Linked DNA regions of Mustela erminea: region 1 is linked to region 2. The links are chromatin contacts, called in public Hi-C maps. All regions are on one chromosome and are shown on one strand. The core of a region is the stretch at or near the end of the contact, and the rest is flanking DNA. Distances in the headings are between cores, read along the strand shown. Region 1 has its middle 56 kb from the start of ARID1A. Region 2 holds the start of PIGV (GPI mannosyltransferase 2).

Evidence for each region. Hi-C and Micro-C count contacts between places; a contact is called where the count stands out from the background.
Region 1: a contact with region 2 is called in a Hi-C map of skeletal muscle, with 11 times the contacts expected there. The contact joins the enhancer-like site here to the promoter of PIGV in region 2. A contact is called at or near these places in 2 of 3 Hi-C or Micro-C datasets (skeletal muscle and spleen).

Annotation. Positions count from the first base shown.
Region 1 is chr10:90,276,564-90,281,714 of mMusErm1.Pri, forward strand. No RefSeq gene overlaps it. Among named protein-coding and RNA genes, the nearest start is that of ARID1A, 56 kb to the left of the region's middle. Within about 2 kb of position 3,043, the one cell type or tissue checked has open chromatin away from gene starts, as enhancers often do.
Region 2 is chr10:90,145,214-90,150,292 of mMusErm1.Pri, forward strand. PIGV (GPI mannosyltransferase 2) reads right to left here and starts at 2,075. Exons shown (of 5, transcript XM_032302209.1): 1 at 1,631-2,075; 2 at 1-66.

The sequences.
Region 1 (5,151 bases), core at 1,793-4,292, 130 kb after region 2:
TGTTCAGAACCTGAGAACTGTACATGAACAAAGGGGGAGAATATTGTAAACTGCAAATTAATATATAACTTATATGATTTTTTTAAATGAATTATAAATAATGAATTTTCGCTGATTTGGGCCTATGATAAAGAGTTTTATCTCCACTACTAGATTGCTTTTTTTTTTTTTTTTTTTTTTTTTTTTTGGACAGAGAGACAGATCACAAGTAGGCAGAGAGGCAGGCAGAGAGAGAGGGAAGCAGGCTCCCCGCTGAGCAGAGAGCCCGATGTGAGGCTCCTGGGATCATGACCTGAGCCAAAAGCAGAGGCTCAACCCACTGAGCCACACAGGTGCCCCAACTACTAGATTGCATTTTAAGAACAGCCCTGTTTTGGGGTGCCTGGGTGACTCAGTCGGTTGAAGTTCTGACTTCAGCTTAGGTCATGATCTTGGGATCCTAGGATGGAGCCCCTCCTTAGGCTCCACAATCAGTAGGGAGTCTGCTTGAGTCTTACCCTCTCCTTCCTCCCCCCTCCCCCTGGGCATGCTCTCTCTCACTCTCTTAAGTAAAATATTACTTAAGATTTTAAGTAAAATCTTGAGGCGCCTGGGTGGCTCAGTGGGTTAAGCCGCTGCCTTTGGCTCAGGTCATGATCTCAGGGTCCTGGGATCGAGTCCCGCATTGGGCTCTCTGCTCAGCAGGGAGCCTGCTTCCCTCTCTCTCTGCCTGCCTCTCCATCTACTTGTGATTTCTCTCTGTCAAATAAATAAATAAAATCTTTAAAAAAAAAGATTTTAAGTAAAATCTTAAAAACAAACAAACAACAAAAAAACCCAGCCCTGTCTTGTCCAACTTTATATGCCACAAAAGAAGTAACAGTGCTATCTATGCATCTAGGAAGTATCCATTTGCTGAACAAATATTCAGAAAGTGTTAGCATGCAACACTCTAAGTCTACTTAACAAAAAACCCTCTTGTAACAAATCAGGATTGGTTCTTAAGACCATCGTTATGCTTAGAAGACATCAGCCCAAAAAATAATTTAGAAATATTTACAAAGGGGCGTTTGGGTGGCTCAGGTCATGGTCTCAGGGTTCTGGGATTAAGCCCCATAGGGCTCTCTCCTCAGCAGGGAGTCTGCTTCCCCTTCTCTCTCTCTACCTGCTGCTCTGCCTACTTGTGCTCTCTCTCTCTGTGTCAAATAAATAAATAAAATATTTTTTTTTTTAAAGAAAGATATTTGCAATAGAGGGAAATCATGATAAAAGTGTCATTCAAAAAAAAAAAAAGTAACAAAACAGATCCATATTTACCATGCTCGGAATAAGTCTCAAATCATTGAATCTGAATTAATGAAATCTCTAGATATACATAAAATTACACGGGTCTCCTGTTTCCTTTTGTTCCCAGTTATATCTTTAAGATTTGTGGTACACAAAAGGCTTACAGCGCTTCCAGCTTTCTTTATGACACCTCTTGCAAGCCTCTCACACATAACTCAAATTAGAGCTGAAGCCCATGGAAGAACTGACTTTGGGAAGAGGAGGAATTCAGGATAATAATAACCAAACATTAACAAAAAGGAAAAGTTATCTTTTAAGATAAAATAGGTTTTTTTTTTAAATCGAGGAAACAAATTCCATCACAATGTTTTCAAAACCTTAAAAACTTCTCTCAAATGGGGGGAGGAATAAGAGAATTACAAGATCTAGGAGAAAACATGACACATCACGTTAAAAAGCGATTTTACATTGAACAAATAACCTCTTATCACCTCTAAGTCTAGGATCTCGAATTGGCCCTTTATCTGACGTAGTAAACACTACAGAGTTGATTTGGGGTAAATTGTTTCTATGGCTGTTGCTGACGGACTGAGGATCCCAAGGTAAAGACTGGGGGGCTGTCTTTCCAAGGTTGCTTGAAACTCTAGGAAATTGAGGGTTTATCTTTCCATTGTCAGTTATGGTTCAATCTGGGGAAGAACTCGAAGAATCCAGCCTGTTAGAACTCTGGGCCTTAACTTCCCCATCTGTAAAATGGAGCAGGCGATCGCAACTTGGAGGAAGAATTACAGGATCACAAGCTGTGGCTCTGCCAACGTGAAGGCAGCCACCCAGTCGGGGCAGGGAGTAGGCGGCGCGCGGAGGAGAGCGAGACCCGGGCAGTTCGCAGGAAGTGCTTCAGGGTTGGGAGGGGAAATAGAGGGCGGAGGCGGGAATGTGAAAGCCGAGCGCTCGCTGCGGAGTTTGTACCGGAGCTCAGGGAAGGCGGGGCGAAGCTGAGGTGAAGGGGTTAGTCAGTGGATAGGCAAGACGGGCCACCTCCCCCGAAAAGACAGGGCTGGGTGCGGGGGAAGCTCTGAGGTGGCGGCACAGGAACGTGGGGGGAGGGGGAAAGCGAACGCTCTCAGGAAAGGGGCGGGAAGCGCGCGCCACCGCGCGCATGCGCGCGCTCAGCTCTCCCCCGGCTCACAGGCCTGGGCTTCTGACCGCGCGCGGTGCGCCGACGGTGCGGACGTTAGAGAAGGAGGAGTCACGCGGCACCTCCTCGCCCTGGCGGGACCTAAGCGTCCTGCCGCGCGTACCCGTTGGCGGGTCGTCACTTTTTTCTTCAGTGGGGGTTTAGGTAGCAGGGAAAGGAAACACATTTCTCTCCCTTGCTCTTTTCGTCCTCCTCCCCCACGAAAAATGGGACGGGAGGTCCTGGGCGTGTCAGGGACAGTCCGCTCCGGGTTTTCCCGCCCACTTTAACTCCGTGTGCGCTTCGACCGCGCGGCGCTTCACTCCACCGGGCGCGCCCGAGCCCTCCGCCGGAACTCGTTCCGCCTCCCCCACACATCTTTCTCCGGCAATGCACAGTGGAAGCTCGGACCTCTTTCTCTGAGCTCCTCAGGCCAGGCTGTCACCCGCTATCATTCCGGGGTTGCGACTCTGACAGCCCCTGGCAGCTAGAATTCCCTAATAATGTTGCTCTGAGGGACTACTTGATGTCTCCGTGCGCTCGGTGGTGCGGCCGCGCTCTGAGCTCTTCCTGGAAACTCCCGCCTCGGGGAGCCAGGAGAGCCCGGCCGGGGGGAGGGGAGCGGAGGGGACGCGCACGCCCCCTGTCCCGGGAGAGGGCTCCGCACCCCCCGCCCTCCTCCCCGCGGGGAGGGGAGGGAAGGCGTGAGAGGGGGAGGGGAGGGAGCGGGGCGCGGAAACGGGGGGGGCGCGGCTTCCCGCCCCACCCCCCGCCTCGAGAACAACGGGTTCCCGCTGCTGCCCCCTGCCGCCCACAGCGCCCCGCACCCCGCGCCCCTCCCCGGCCCAGAGAGGGGCGTCGGGGGCGCCTCCGCCGCCGGGGCCGTGGGAACCGGAGCCGAGACTTACAAGAACTGACCGGTTTCCTGTCAGAAAACTTCCAGTTACTTTAGAGAAGTCGGTTGGGCCAACTTGGTCCCAGCCGGAGTTGGCCGCATTTCACTAAAGCCTGGTGACCTCCCTTCTACTTTAAAACAACGGAGAATAATCTTGGGGGAAGCAGTCGGTTGATAAAACCAAGAGCACCACCACGTTGCACCGCTCCGACTCAAAGGAAATTAAACAAAATACTGATTGTGAGGAATTTTTAAAGGGCTACCAAACAGAATGAACTCGGGTTTTTCAAGTTAAAGCCCCCACCCTTCCCCCGCAACTGTGTGTACACAAAGATTTAAGTCGTGAGCGTTTACTACAGCAGTACATCTGCTTGTAAGCTTACTTGAGTCTGTAGTCTAAAAAACCTTCGTGAACTTTTAAAAAGGCGTTTGTTTCTGAATCCAACAGGAAAAAAACCAATTCGAAAGAGCCTGAAAAAGTTCAATTAGAATAGCAGCCACATTTCAACATTTCCCAGATTTTGCAATATTAAACTGTGAGGGTTTGTGCCAAATTTTAAGGCAAGAATTCTTACTGCCAAATTACAAATTTCTCAAAATGAGGGGTGTTCAACCAAATTGCTGCCAGACCCCATAAACAGGCACTAACAGCACTGCTATAATTACACCTTATTATCTCCCTCTCAGTCTTCCTTGATTCACTGCCGGATAAAATCCTCATCCCGGGCGTCACTAGCTGGCCTTTTTCTGGGGCTGAACAATCGCACACCTCCCATTCCTCGGTTAACCCAATGCCTCTTTAGTTGTATAGTTAGTTGATCTCTATTCCATTCTTCGCAGTCCCATCTCTTCCTAAAATGTAACCCAATGGGATAGGTTATTCTCACCCCAGCTTCCCTAGGGACTGAAAAATGAAGAAGATGAAAACAAATTTATCGGAATTACCAGAAAAATGTATTCTTTGAAGAAAAGGATTTAGGCCAAAAAAACCAAGTTTGTTGTTTAACTCAAGCCCCCTACAGGGATTTAGCATAGTGGGTTGAATGCAGTTAAACCAGCTTAATCACTTTCTTTGTTCTGGGCTCTTTGCATTTATTTAATGTTGTATTTTAACACGATTTGACACAACCTATACTAATTTCTTCTGTTAGTGTAGAGTGTACATTGTAGACTATACATTAGCAAACTTAAGTTTCTGTGAAACCTTTGACATTTTGTAGAATTCCTTAGGAAACTGCTATAGGACCAAGACTTAAAAAGAGGGGTGGTTTTGAGAGGGGGTAGGGGGATAGGAAGTCATGTTTTCATTTTTTAAATCCAGAGATTTTTAAAGCACAAAAGATTGGCCATTGTAGACCACTTACTTAATTCTTTTGGTAAGGTCTGTAGTTCCACAGCCCTCACTAAGGAGTCATATTTACTCATTTTTGTCTGAAAGTTTTGTTGTTGCTGTTGTTGTTGTTTCAATAGGAAGAAAAGAAAGATAATGCTGGATCTCATCCCCGATAGATTTTAATTCTTCCAGCCTTTCTCCCTCTTCAATAACAATTCTACCCTGCTTCTCACCAGCCCCAGATTGAGGGGCATTCATTCACAAATGACTCTTGAGCCTCCTTCTGAAAGTCTGCTTCCTTATAAAGCCAAAACCTCAATACTAAGGCTCAGTGAATTAAGGCTTGTAAAGATGCAGGCGGAAAACTTAAATGCCTAGGAGAAATAATCTCCTTTCTGTTTTGGTGTTATCCAACATGAAGGAATATCTGTCCTTCACTATGTGTGAGCCGGACACTGTTCTAAGCTCTTTATACAAATT
Region 2 (5,079 bases), core at 825-3,324:
CCTTTCCTCTCTCCAGAGTCAAGCTCTAGCCCCAACGACCACAGGCTTCTTGTAACCTACACTTAGCTTATAGGTAAACCAAGTTAAAACAAAATAAAGCCAATGAGTTGTCCCTCTGGGCTAGTTGAAGACCTCGCTTCCCAACAACCCCTTTACAAAATCACAAACTCTTGAATTGGCAGGACGCTTAGGAGCAACTAGTTTTACTCTATTTTCCTGGGAGATAAATATGCCCAGAGTGGGGACTAATAAAAATCTCCACGGTTTAGACCGTGTGAGGCCAGTATAATTACCATCGCCGTTTTATGGATGTGGAAACTGAGGCTCATTGGGGTCATGTGACACACCCTGGGCTATATTTAAAGCGAATATCTCCTTTTTCCCTTCTGGAACCTCATGATCTTCCCACCGGCCCTCAACCAGGCCAAAGGGCATGTGCTCTTTCAGAGCCATGGTAACAACCCAGGACTCCCAACTCCGAGCCCAATACTTATCCAAAGACAGCGCATGCTCTTACTGGGTATGCTTAGAGAAGGGAGGGCCCTAGCTCAGACTCCGGAGAAGCCTGAATTGGAGCCCGGGACCCATGGGAGTAGGACAGCGTCCTCTGTACAATAGGGAAGTCTCCGTGACCCAGGGTCCTCGGGACCAGAGGCATCGCCGGCTGTCGCGAGCCAGGGGCCGCCTTCTGCCAACCCCAGCCAGGTCCGAAACCCATCCTAAGCCTTTCCTTTCGGACACAGTCCCAGGCGGGTAGTGGGAACCACCTCTCCCCAAAGGGGCCACGGTTCGGGGACACTCCCGAGGGGGCCGGTGGGGCCCGGCCAGAGCCGGCCTACGGCCGGAAGGCAGGGGAGGGCGGGAGGCTGTAAAGGAAGTGGCGGCATCGGGAGAACGCTATGGCGGAGGGGCGGGGCTCTCCGCTTCTCGGCGACCTCCGCCTCATTTCCCTCGGCCTCCGTTTGACAACTTCCCTCCTCCCCAAAAACTCCAATGCTCCCAAGCTGGCGCCGAGTCCGTAGCCCCAGCCCATCTCGACCTCCCAGGCGGAGCCCGAACCTCAGCTCCTTCATCCGGGACCCCGAGCGGCCTGCGCCTGCGCACCAGCTCCGCCAAGGCGGCCCCGCCCCCCTCCTGCCCGGTCTCGGAGCTGCCCCGCCCCCCTCCGCGGCGGCCATCTTGACTCCGGGCGCGCGGGGCGGGGACGCCTTAGCACCAAGAGTCTGTGCCCTCCGCCGTGGCACCTTCCCGCCTTGGTGACACCTGAAGAGTTCCCGCCGGCGCTTCGCGCGCCTCAGGTCCCCTCCCTAGCCTTCAGTTAGCCCGTCCGTGCTACTGTGGCAGAGTCGGCGTTCTCGCCCGGTTGCAGCCCACAAACATCCACTGAGTTCCCGACGTGTTTGTGCGGAGGAGGCTCTTGGGGCCTCTGCACCGAAGCCAGAGCCGCACTTTCCCTGCCGTCAGGCGTCAACCGCTCAGCACAGGGCCTGGCACACAATAGATGGTCTCTGAATAGAAAGAGGAGCCTTGGGGTTTCTGTGGCCAGCGTCCGGTGTGAGGAAAGTGGGGGGATCCCCCTGCCTTCCCCTTCCTCAAGATAACGGGGACCTAATTCGATCCTCAGCCCCACCTCAGGTGCTAATGAGGACGGTGCCGAGAACGCCCCCCAGGGCTCTTCCTCAAACAGTTGTCCTGGTAGGAAGTGGGGCCAAAAAAGAAGAAGCAACGCCCAAGAAGCCAACTCAACAAAAAAGGCTGTTAGGGAGGAGCGGCCAGTGGGTACCCCTGTAACGGAAACTGTTAGAACAACTTTGCACCCTCCTTCAAGGAAACAGATAATAAATCCTTCTCCGTTGGTGGATTTCTCGTTTCTCAGGATTCCAAAGCCTTCTGTGGTTTCAGTTATCGGTCGTCTAAACGGAGCTGGGGTCTGCGTTTGCCTCTGGCCACAGACCTGGCGAGGGAGGGGTTTATCTTCTGCCACAGCTATTAGTGTGGGTGGGAACAAAGGGATGGTTGCTATCTCTCCAGGCAAGCAAAACTGGCCTCCATCAGTTCTGTGGGGGCCAGGAAAGGCACTTTTTGATTCTAACTCATTTCAGACTCTGACACCCAAGCCGGCCTAAGATACTGTTGTGTGTGAGGTGGATATAGAAGAAATCACATGTCAGTCCTGAGTTGAAGAAGGGAAAAAAATGGAGAAGACTCTTCCGCAGTTTTTTTCACTGACACACACTTGTTCTCTGCTCCAAAGGCCTGTCAGTGAATCGGCAAGGCTGTGGTGCACACTCGTGACTGGGGCCTGAGGTTGTGGCTTGAATCTCTAGAACTCCATGAGGCTCCCAGCAGTACTCTGTTTGCAAGACAAAACCAAGCAATGAACTGTACTCGCTTTGTGAATTCACAAGGGAAAAAGACAGGCATTCTTAAGGGTTTCTCCATCCACACCAAATTCCCTCAAAAATCTGTCTGTAAAAAAGGACAGGGGTCTCTTGTGACAAGTCAGAATGTTTTCTAACAGCTCAACTGTCACCCGTTGAGAGGTAGAACTTTGTCCAGATCTTCAGCTCTACTTTCCAGCAATTTCTCCTTCCTTTCCTTCTCTGCTACCTCCCCCCCCCTTCCGCTCTGTTTCCTGTTTTATTTTCTGGCTCTTGCTCTGACAGGAAAACAAGAAAGCTGAACCTTGTGCTCTCAAAGCCCTGGCTTGTCAGAATGGAGGAAGACTAGGTGGGATGGGAGGGGGTTCTAGAAGGGTCTTCAAGGCCGTGGTTAAGTAATTGAGGAGGCAACTCTCTCCAGTCTGCTTTTGGAGTCTGCAGCTAAAATGGAGCCTGCATCCATCTACACAGGGAGCCAGCCGAGCAACCAGCACTGTGGGAGAGCCAGGGAGACAGAGACGTAGCCAAGGGTTCCAGAAAGATTCTATACCATCCAGTCACTTCCATGAAGAAGCAAATATCCCATACCACCAACAAATGATTTCATAATACAAATCCCTGACCTAAACAATACAAGCAGTGCATCACTGTTTCTGGAATCCTAGAAGGTAAAAGAGTTACAGCATTTCTGTGTCTCAGAATTGCCTGGCTCTGCTCTTGTGTTTCCTCTGCTTGAAATGCCTCACTGCCAGACCACCCTTTGGCCAGGCCGTTACCTTCAGGTCTCAGCTGAAAGGTGGCCTCCTCAGAGAAGCTCTCTCCCACTACCGAGCCACAACCAGCCCCCTGTACTATCCCATCACCCTGTTCTGTTATCTTCATAGCACCTCTCACCACCTAATTGTTCTGTTTATGAATTTTACTGCTCTCATTGTCTGGTTCCCTCTTACGGAATATAAGCTTGAGAGAGCGGGGGCCACATTCACTGAAGTATTACCAGCACTTACAACAGAACTTTGCGCGTTGTGTGTACTCAGTAAAGATCTGGTTTATAAACCAGTTTGTTTAACTGATACCTCTAGTTTATGGATGTGGGAACTAGGCTCAGAAAAGGGGGAAGTGGCCAGCCTTAAATGACACAGCTGGTGGCAAAGGCAAGACTTGCATTCAGATCTCCAGGCTGGCTTTTCTTCCTGCCACTCCACACTATTTTAAACTTTCTTGGGTTTACTTCTTTCCCTCTCGTCCTCTTGTTCCACACAACTAAGAATCTGTACAGGCTATGCCAAGAGCCTTGCATAGGGCATACCACATCTTAACAGCTCCTAACTACTCTTTCCTCTAATAAATTCCTATCTTATCTATTTGATTTAGTCCACAAAATTGGAGTTCCTACCATGTGACAGGGGATCAGGATGTAGCTCTGAGCAAGACAGACACAGTCCTTGTCCTCATGGAGATGGTATTAATATCTACCTCATGGATTTTCTAGTGCTTGGCCCAAAGTGCTTGATAAAGACAGGCTGCTGTCTTTATCATGGAGCCCTCACCATGCTGGGGCAACCTGACAACTCATTTCTTTCTGTAGCTGCCTTGCCTGGCTCCTGTACCATATCTGAAGATGCCCTTGGCCCCAGACTGAGTAGAGGAACAGACCTGTGTATCCATTCTCAGTAATTCAGTTTCATACACTAGACTTTCCACAGGCCCAGTCCCAGTCCCATGGGAATGATGGCATAGCTGACCCTGATCTTGGCTTTGAGGCCATGCCATTATGGGACAAAAGCAACCGCACTGGCCTCTGATTCTGTCACTGCCAACTTAGCAGGCAGGCAGGGGCTAATAACCTATGATGACAGGCAGCTGTGCCTTCCCAGAACTTTATCCTCTGTCTTTTCTCAGTGGGCATTCACTGGCAGTTTCCAAGGGTGCTGGGTGACATTTATATCCATCCTGAAATCTGGGGTGGCACCAATCAGGTTTTGGATGTTTCTTTTGGCCTCTGTTGTGTCATTTGAAGATGTCCATCCACAGCGGGACAAAGACCGCACTCGGCCTATCAACTGCAGGAGTCAAACACTGATCTTTTAAAGGCCATGGACACTAAATATTTTTCACCCTTCCGTCAGTGTTTGCCTTTCAGTAGTTAGAAAACCTTGACCCCACTGAGAGGCCTAGTGGGAAGGGCCTTAGCCGCTTGGGGGTGGCAGTGGCTGCAAGGCAAAAGAGCCAATGAGGTGGTGAGTATTGTTTGGGCCAGACTTGGCAGCTCTCCAGCTATGAAAGAAGGTTAAGGTCATTTGGGGGGTGGGGAGGGAGGAGCCTGGGAAAGAACTACTGGCCACACCCCTGGGTTCTCTACTGGCTAGGTTCTATTTACTTCTCAAAAGCAAATTACTCACAGCTCAGTGGCTAGCAGTTCTCTCAGTCTGTGGTAACTCCAGTCGGAAACTGGAGACCAGGGTAGGCTCCCCCTGCATTGCAGGGGAGCAGATGAAAGGAACCCAGGAAACCAAACTCCTAGGTAATGCTCCACACATAGCCCAGAAATGCACTTTCTAGACTAGAAATGGAGCTCAAGAGGCCCAGTACAAAAATAGTCATTAGCAACACAGCTCACCAAAATATAGATATGAAAAGTTTCCCATGTAGTTTTTTTCCCAGAAGGGTCCTAGGAAGGTGTCTTGGTTGACGAAGG